2 separate regions of the Danio rerio genome follow, and region 2 is linked to region 1. A link is a contact called in public Hi-C data. All regions are on one chromosome and are shown on one strand. The core of a region is the stretch at or near the end of the contact, and the rest is flanking DNA. Distances in the headings are between cores, read along the strand shown. Region 1 holds the start of six6b (SIX homeobox 6b). Region 2 has its middle 24 kb from the start of ppm1ab.

Region 1 (4,020 bases), core at 732-3,231:
AACATTTGCCTTAACATTATAAATTACAAGTCCTGGAATGTGTGGACATGTTATGAAATGATGCTGCGCTTATTCCAGGCTCCAGATTCAGCGTAACGGAATGCCCCGGAAGAACACAGATCAGTTGCCTACATGCAATTCTAGGATATTCTACATGTATTAGCCTATAAGGTGAATATAAAATAAAAATAAAAAGAGGGTTGGCAAAAACATCAAATAACCTACTTCTTAACAAAAGTGTTTTAATTTTCAGTAATAAAATATTAGGCTATAAATAAACCTTATGTTTTAATAATTTGTTTTTTAAACGGCAAAATATTTAGGCTAAACTGAACGATTGTTAGCCTATACCAGTAGCTCCTAAATGTAAATTTTAAACAAATAGAAAAAAACATTTGACACAGGTCGCCTAAATTGTTGTTGTGAGAAACGGTCCTAGCATCACTCCAGCGATTTATTTAGCTACACCACGATATAATTTCCTTAGGTCTCGTGTAGGCTTAAATCTGTCAAAACGAAGAAAATGTAGTTGTCGGGTTTAAAAAAGAATCCTAGCACGCTGTAATCTTTTGACAGTTGTTATATCAAATAGGCTATCCTAAAGGACTTTTAACGAGTGATGCAGACTAGGCCCAAGCCATAGCTAATACAAGCACAAAAGCTATCCAATTTTTTTTTTTTTTTTTTGCTTAAAAATAGAAAAGGCTATTTTGTACATTTAAACACTGTTGTAGTGTTGTTGATTTTTCTTTACGCATCGAAAATAAAATAAAGTACATTTATTCTACGCGAATTTGTGCTTTAATAATAAGAAGAACAAAACACATTATTGGTCAGGTTGCAAAATACATTTTTAAATAATAACCGGTCTATTTGGTTGATTAATCTGCTCACAGTTTTTCCATAAAAAATAGGCCTACTGTTCTTATTTATCTACTGTTTTTTGTTTGTTTGTTTATCTGATTTGGACAATTATCAACCGAACACAATGTTTAGCTTAGCATTTCTATAATTAAATATGCAGACTTTGTCAAATTTTTTTCTACATAACCAAGTCAATAGCCATTTTATAGCTAAATTTCACTCGTATAATCGGTCACATAATGTAAATCTGGAAAACGCACCTGTTTTTTGCGGCCGCGGCTCTGTCCCTTTGTCTTCGATTTTTAAACCAATTCCCCACTTGAGTGGGAGTGAGTCCTGTAGCTTGTGCAAGCTCTCTTTTTTTACTTGGGTTCGGATAAGGATCCTGAAGATACCATTCTCGAAGTAAATGCCGGGTCCTTTCTTTAAAGCAGTGCGTCTTTTGTTCTCCATCCCAAATAGTTTTAGGCAGGGGGAACTTCTTCCGTACCCGGTATTTGTCCACTGGTCCTAGCGGGCGGCCTCGGAGCTTCTCTGCCTCCTGGTAGTGTGACTCCAGCCAAAGTGCTTGCAGTTTGGAGTGGGACTCTTTGGTGAACTTGTGGTTCTCAAGAATGTGGTACAGCTCACGGAAATTCCCAGTGTGGAAGGCTACGATGGCTCGAGCCCGCAGCACAGACTCATTTCGGTTCAGCACCTCGCAGGCAGCGGGCGCGACGGGGAGCGACCAAAGGAATCGGCCGAGACGCTCGATGTCTCCGCTCTCTTCCAAAGTCTCGCATACCCCCGCTACCTGCTGGGGACTAAAATTCAAAATTGGCAACTGAAACATGAAGGCTTCTGTTTCCCCCTCGCAGTCCTGTTTACCTCTAGCACGGTTTCGTGCTTTCTGTGGCTTTTCTCTCGCTCCCCAGCCGAATCCAGACAAAAAGGCAATTCCAGAGTCAGCTGATGAATGTTAGACGATGCAGAGAAATGGAGATGTCGCTCTGTCGGTCTGACGCTGCCTCGGTTGGAGACACCGAGAGTTCGAGGGCAGGAGATTATAGCACAAGAATGAAGATATTTTTTTGAGGAGGGAAAAGACGTGCTGCCCGCTTCTGTGTTTCTATTGGACTTGGCAGATTGGTTGCGTAGTTTCCACGGACGCCTGTCAATCACTGTCAAGCGTGCCAATCACGCGGAACGGAGCTTGAGTAGATTTCAGCACCTCCCAGACCTCGACAGCGCCTTTTAGAATGTAAACATCAGCGACCTCTGTGTTTACTGAATCCCCGCGAGTTAATTACGCTCGATTGCGTGTTTCACGCTCATCCTAAACGAAGTTTCTCTAACATAAACTTTAAAATATAAAGACATTTTTAAGTCTAATAAAGCGTTTAATCTACCACAAAGCGTTCTGTTTGTGATGTCAATCGGAAGACCTTCGAATCAAAGAACACAACTGGCTTATCCTTCCACATACTTGCGCACAGACGTTTCCCTTATAGTGTGTCGCGACAAGCGAATGTTTCGGATTAAAATGACAAATGACATTAAATAAGATCATCCGTGTGCTATGTGGATTTTCAGTGAAAAGTCATTCGTCAGTTCCCGATTCTCGCTTCGTAAGAATAACGGCCGCTGACATAAAAAGGAAACAAATTAGGAAAAATTCGTTTAGTTAGGCATTCAGCTATATGATCTCGTAGACATCTGACAGCTCAGCGCAACAGTCATTGGCCTGTCAAATTTAATATCGTGCGGTTCTGAAACTAACGAGTCTTAACTGGACAAACCATTCCGCCTTCCAGCCGCACGTGGATATGAGTCTGGTTATGCTGATTTTTCGTTTGCCTATACCAGTAGACCAAAGACTATTAACAGCTTACATAAGTATAGTTATAATCAAGCATTTTAAAAGACATCACTGAATGCGACTTTTAAGCAATCTTTTTTTTTGTGTCATGTGTAATTTGATTATCTGTTTTTATTTATTTAAATCAGTGGCTACCATAGGCTACCATAGTTATTTTTTGCTCAGGAGGAGTACCAGTGAATAAACCTGTCAACCGTGCGGTTTGTGGAGATGCCATATCATGAAAAACTGATATAGTATCAACTACAGCTCGCAATAAATAAGAAGGCGGATGGATAGCGCAGATGGTTTGAAGTGTCGGGTCAGATTATTTCACGGCTGGCTACAGAGGAAAAGTTCATTCTGACGGAAAGCCCCTGATATTATTCTCACAGACCCACACAGTTCATTTGAAGAAAACCCTTCGGGCCCTTTTTGCATGATGTATGAGCGGCCCGTAGCTCCGATTATAGAACTACCGTCTGCATATATACGGGAAGCTGCTCATTTTTATGCAGTCGGAGACCGATCCTGTTTTTCACCGTCAAAAACAAAATCTGTGGGCTAACACTGCCTCGAACCCAATTTAGCAACAAGTTACACCTGAAATTATCATTATTGAAACAATTGTAACAATACAAAAAATTAGGCCTATATAACAAACTATAGCTAGATATTATTTATTATATAAAGTGCAATAAGCAGCAAAAAGGGCATACATAATATTTAAGGGCAAAAAACTATACATTTTCAAAACATTTCAATTTAATTCATTCATTGCTCGATAGTTCATCATTATTTCAACTTTTGTAACAAGAGAAAATAGATAAGAGAAGCCAGTTTCTTTTACCATTTCGCTAGCTTATTTTTGTCTGGAAAACATTCATCAGAGACATGTTGGCTATTTTACAGTGGGCTTAGAGATCGTCCCGTTCTCCGCGCTGCGGGCCGTACGAGCATATGAAACAGGAAAAACGTTGTTTTAGTGGCCTAACATGTTTCAGGCTTCAAACATTCAAAGGCCGTTTAATATTTAATATTCTGTCTTGTAAGTTTGAAACAGCCGAACAATTCCATTGTGCTGCTCTTGTCTTGAAGAATGAGGAAAAAAGCGACCTCGTGGCCTATATCTGACGTTCATGATTAAAACAATTTCAGATGTTCCTACAATAATTTGGAAATTATTATATTCATTTTCAATTGTCAAAAAAAATATACTTTTACTGCTTCATATTTTGTTGAACTCTTTAGGTAAACGATTCATCAAATGTTTAAGTCCATTATTAAAATTGCTTAACATTTAAATCGATGTACATTTC
Region 2 (4,020 bases), core at 690-3,189, 53 kb after region 1:
TATATTCACCGAGAAATGGATAAAAATATTCATTTTCAAAATGGGGTGTACTTAATCATACTGAGCACTGTAAATGTGGGTGGAATCAGAATCAGAAAGAGCTTTATTGACAGATAATAAACCGATATATTTTCAAGAGTTCACACTTAGTTGATGATTGATAATAAGGCATGTCTGGCAGAGAGCTCTGAGCTCTTGAACTCCTTGAGTCCGGGGTTCCCTCCTGTTTGCAGGAGAAGAGGGGAGTTTGAGCTATAGGTTTCAGATATGCAAGTATGTGATAGCTATGTACATGCCACATACATTTCAAAATTTATCAAAAAGAGGCTACTACTATATGTTATAAGCTTTACATTTAAGTACAGCAGTTTTCTTTTTACTTTTTAAGAACGGTGTATTTTTTATTAACTTTTAAAAGCACATTTAGTTTAAACGTTGATGTTTTATTTATTTATTTGTTTTACCTTAAGCAAAGTGCAGTTTTAATGTTCAAACTGTTTATAATGTTTAAAGTGTCTGATAATAATAAATATTCATATTCATATTAATAATATGAATTTATCTGCCTTGTTTTTGAACTCTGCAGAGCTGTAGCTGCTAAATTAGCCCTACTACGCTACTGTATTTCAATGCCTGTCATTATGGTAGTACTTGAGACAATTTTTTTCTGAGGTGGTGAGTTTGAGAACCACTGAGTTAAGGCAACTCAAACCGTTTGAGGAAACCGATTGCTCCAAACCATTTGAGTTAAAAAAAACTATATGAACTTCAATACTGAGTTCAAAACTCTTTTCAAATGAGTAGAATTAACTTTCAGTAAATTTGAGGAAACTACACTCATTTCATTTGATAAAGTTGACTGTTGGGTTTTACAGTGTGCAGTATATACAACGTTATATGTGTAGCTGTTATGAACAAATTGGCATGTAAAGTATGTTGTTAAATAAATAAGTGTGAATGTGTATAAAAAGTAGGGTTGTTTGTTTTACAATTGCTATCATAAAGTGTTCATGAGGTGGAATTGCCTGAGGAAAGAAACTGTTTCTGTGACTAAAACGCTGAATGAGAAAAGCTTTCCTTCTTGAACATACAGTACAATGTTGGAAATGTTTATTTAATCTGAAAAAAAAAACTATAAACACATTTGATATTTTGACCAATTTTCACTTTCTGGAAAAAAATGTTTTTAAAATGGCAACATTTTTATTTGAAAGAAGAATCAAATGACAGTGAAATCCTAAAGTTCACCATAAATCACAGTGCACAGGAAAATTTACTCAGTTCAGAGTTTTTGGTCCATCTTTATAATAAGGCAAACAGGTTATTAATAAGAAAAGCTGCTGTTTGTGGAGTTGCTTATTGATCAAGTTGATCTTCTGCTGAGATTTTGAGAGATTCAATATTTGAGCTGATTTCATTTAAGGCTGAGACTGAAGTCAGTTGTAGTTTTGTGTTTCTCTTATGTGTTTCTGTTTATTAACAATAGGTGTTCATCATCTGTCCTCAATCATCACCTAATTAATTCTTTCATTGGCTCATTAACTTGAGTGACATTAACTCAATTTAGAAAGGGACCAAATACAATTTAAACTGAGTAAATTTTGCTGTGTATTAGAATACATTAAAAAATCTATAAAAAAAATGTATTATGTTTTCTGATACTGTAGTATAGCCTACTTTATCCAACTAATTTAAATCCAACACCATCTATAGTAAATAAATAAATCAATAAATTCATGTAAATCTTAAAGTCTCCTGAATGCATCCTTCAGCGCCACCAGATGTGTTTGCATGAGTTTGTTAGTGCCGTTACATGCTCTTTCTCCCTCTCCGATGGCTCCAGGGAAGTGCCAAGTCGATCTAAGCACCCCTCACTAGGCCACCATATGTCTGCCCAGGAGCTCAGGACTCCAGATCGCTCGGTGTATCATGCATGAGTGGCCGGTGAAGCTGCTAATGCTGTAATTAGAGCAGGTCAGCTGATCTGTGCGGTTCAGACTCCTGATGATCTTATGCTCATTAGTGATACTGAAAACAAAGGGGTCCTCTGAGAGAATTAACCCAGGGGCCCCGTTTATACTGTATATCCTAGACTGTGGATATAATGGAAAGCTCATCGATGTCTAAAGCAAATAGTTCACACACAAATCAATGAAAATTTGCTGTTGATTTACTCACCCTCGTGACATTCGTTCATGGTGTAGGTGAATTGTTTTCCTCTTCAGTAGAATGTACAAGATAATTTGATGAAGCTGTGGTGCATTTTATAGGCATTTATAAACGTTTATAAATAGATGTACTACTTCATCTCTTTATTAAATTTTGTGCATTTTGTTTTGATGATTCTTTAAACCTTTGACAGGCCACCTGGTTGACCTTTCATCCATAGGTTATAATTATTATTTTATTTGATTATTACTATTTTTTTGAGTTTTGTCTGTATATTATTCAATGCAAGATGTGGGCCATAAAATGAATGTATTTTTATTTCGGCACTCTTGATATTAAGCTATCCTACACTCTCAGTAATAAAGGTACGCGAGCTGTAACTGGGGTGGTACCTTTTCATAAGGTACACATTTGTACTCAAGGGGGTCCATATTGGTACCTAAACAATTTAAGAGGAATACTTCTGTACTTTTTAGGCACTAATATGTACCCATGAGGTATTAATATTGACCTTTTAGGTACAAATTTGTACCTTATGAAAAGGAACCACCCCAGTGACAGCTCACCTTTATTTCTGAGAGTGTAGTTGAATAATAGTGTTTATTTCTTTAAAAACAAAAAGATACTTTCCAAACACTTTTTAGAAGTGTATAAGTTTACAAACAAATTTTAGTAAGAATAGAAAATACTGAAATGTAGCTTTTTATTCACAGATATATGAATCGTATAACAAAAAAAATTATATTTTATTTCAGAAATCTTAAATGCTGGCAAACTAAGAAGACAATCTATGGAACTTGTGGAGTTGTGCATTGATGGATTTGCTCTTTAGTGTTTGGACTTTGAGCAGTGAAAATTAAGCCACAATGAACTGAACTAAACTGAACTGCAACTCTGAAAACTGAACTGGCACAGTTTTAGTTTACTAGAACTTCTACACTCTCAGAAAAAAAAAATGATGCAATGTTGTACCAAAGAAGGTACAAACCCTTGTCACTGGGGCAGTACCTTTTTATGGAACAGAATTGTACCTTCAGACAAAGAAACAAATTTGTACCATTGCAGTTTGCACCTTTAGGACATGATTTGTACCATAGAAAACCAAAATATACCTTTGGTTTTTATAACCTGCAGATACTATATTGTACCTTCATTAAAGGTAAATCTGATCCATGAAGGTACCACTAAAGTGACAAGACATTTTGTACCTTAACAGTGTCAAATGTGTTTCTTCAAGAACTATTTAAAGGCATTTTGCTACAGTATATCCAAAATGTGTCAATTTATAAATATAAAATTTCAAATACATTTTTAAACAATTAAAATTTCATATTTTAAGAAGTTTATTTCTGTGCAAATGCACCTTTTCCATTTACAACAAAGAATAAAAAAATACTTTAGCATAAATCGAAAGATCTATTTTTGTGCTAAACATTTCACAACACTTTTCACAAAAATGTGAAAACAGAAATACATTCTCAAATGTACAATATAATTAGTTTTCTCCAATTTTCACACAATACCTTTGTAATCATCTAAAAGTTAATTTAATTTACTTAATTTTAAAATAGAAAACAAATTATGCAAAAGTATTGTAATGATATTTGCACAATGTTTGATAAGTTTTAAAATATTAAAAAGTCTACATTAACACTTTGAATATGCAGGATTTTTGCCAGCTCAGGTGCGTAGTGGAAAGCAAATGCCAAAAGGTGCAGATATCAATAATGAAAATGTATTTATCATATAATGTTTACCAAATGTTTATTGAAATGCCTTAAATGTTTAGTTTACAATACCTATAGTTTTGTTTTACCAGTTGTTTTGTATTATAGAACGTTTTCTTCTTGT

Evidence for each region. A called contact is a pair of places that touch in the nucleus more often than the background predicts.
Region 2: a contact with region 1 is called in a Hi-C map of embryo, with 2.1 times the contacts expected there. The contact joins the enhancer-like site here to the promoter of six6b in region 1. A contact is called at or near these places in 7 of 18 Hi-C or Micro-C datasets (caudal fin, embryo and an unstated tissue) and 1 of 4 datasets of contacts at active chromatin or transcription factors (embryo).

Annotation. Positions count from the first base shown.
Region 1 is chr20:23,074,588-23,078,607 of GRCz12tu, forward strand. It overlaps six6b (SIX homeobox 6b), which reads right to left and starts at 1,982. Exons shown (of 2, transcript NM_001020585.1): 1 at 1,125-1,982. The coding sequence starts at 1,696. It also overlaps a transcript of prkchb not described here.
Region 2 is chr20:23,127,807-23,131,826 of GRCz12tu, forward strand. No RefSeq gene overlaps it. Among named protein-coding and RNA genes, the nearest start is that of ppm1ab, 24 kb to the right of the region's middle. Within about 2 kb of position 1,940, at least 6 of the 62 cell types and tissues checked have an H3K27ac peak or open chromatin away from gene starts, as enhancers often do.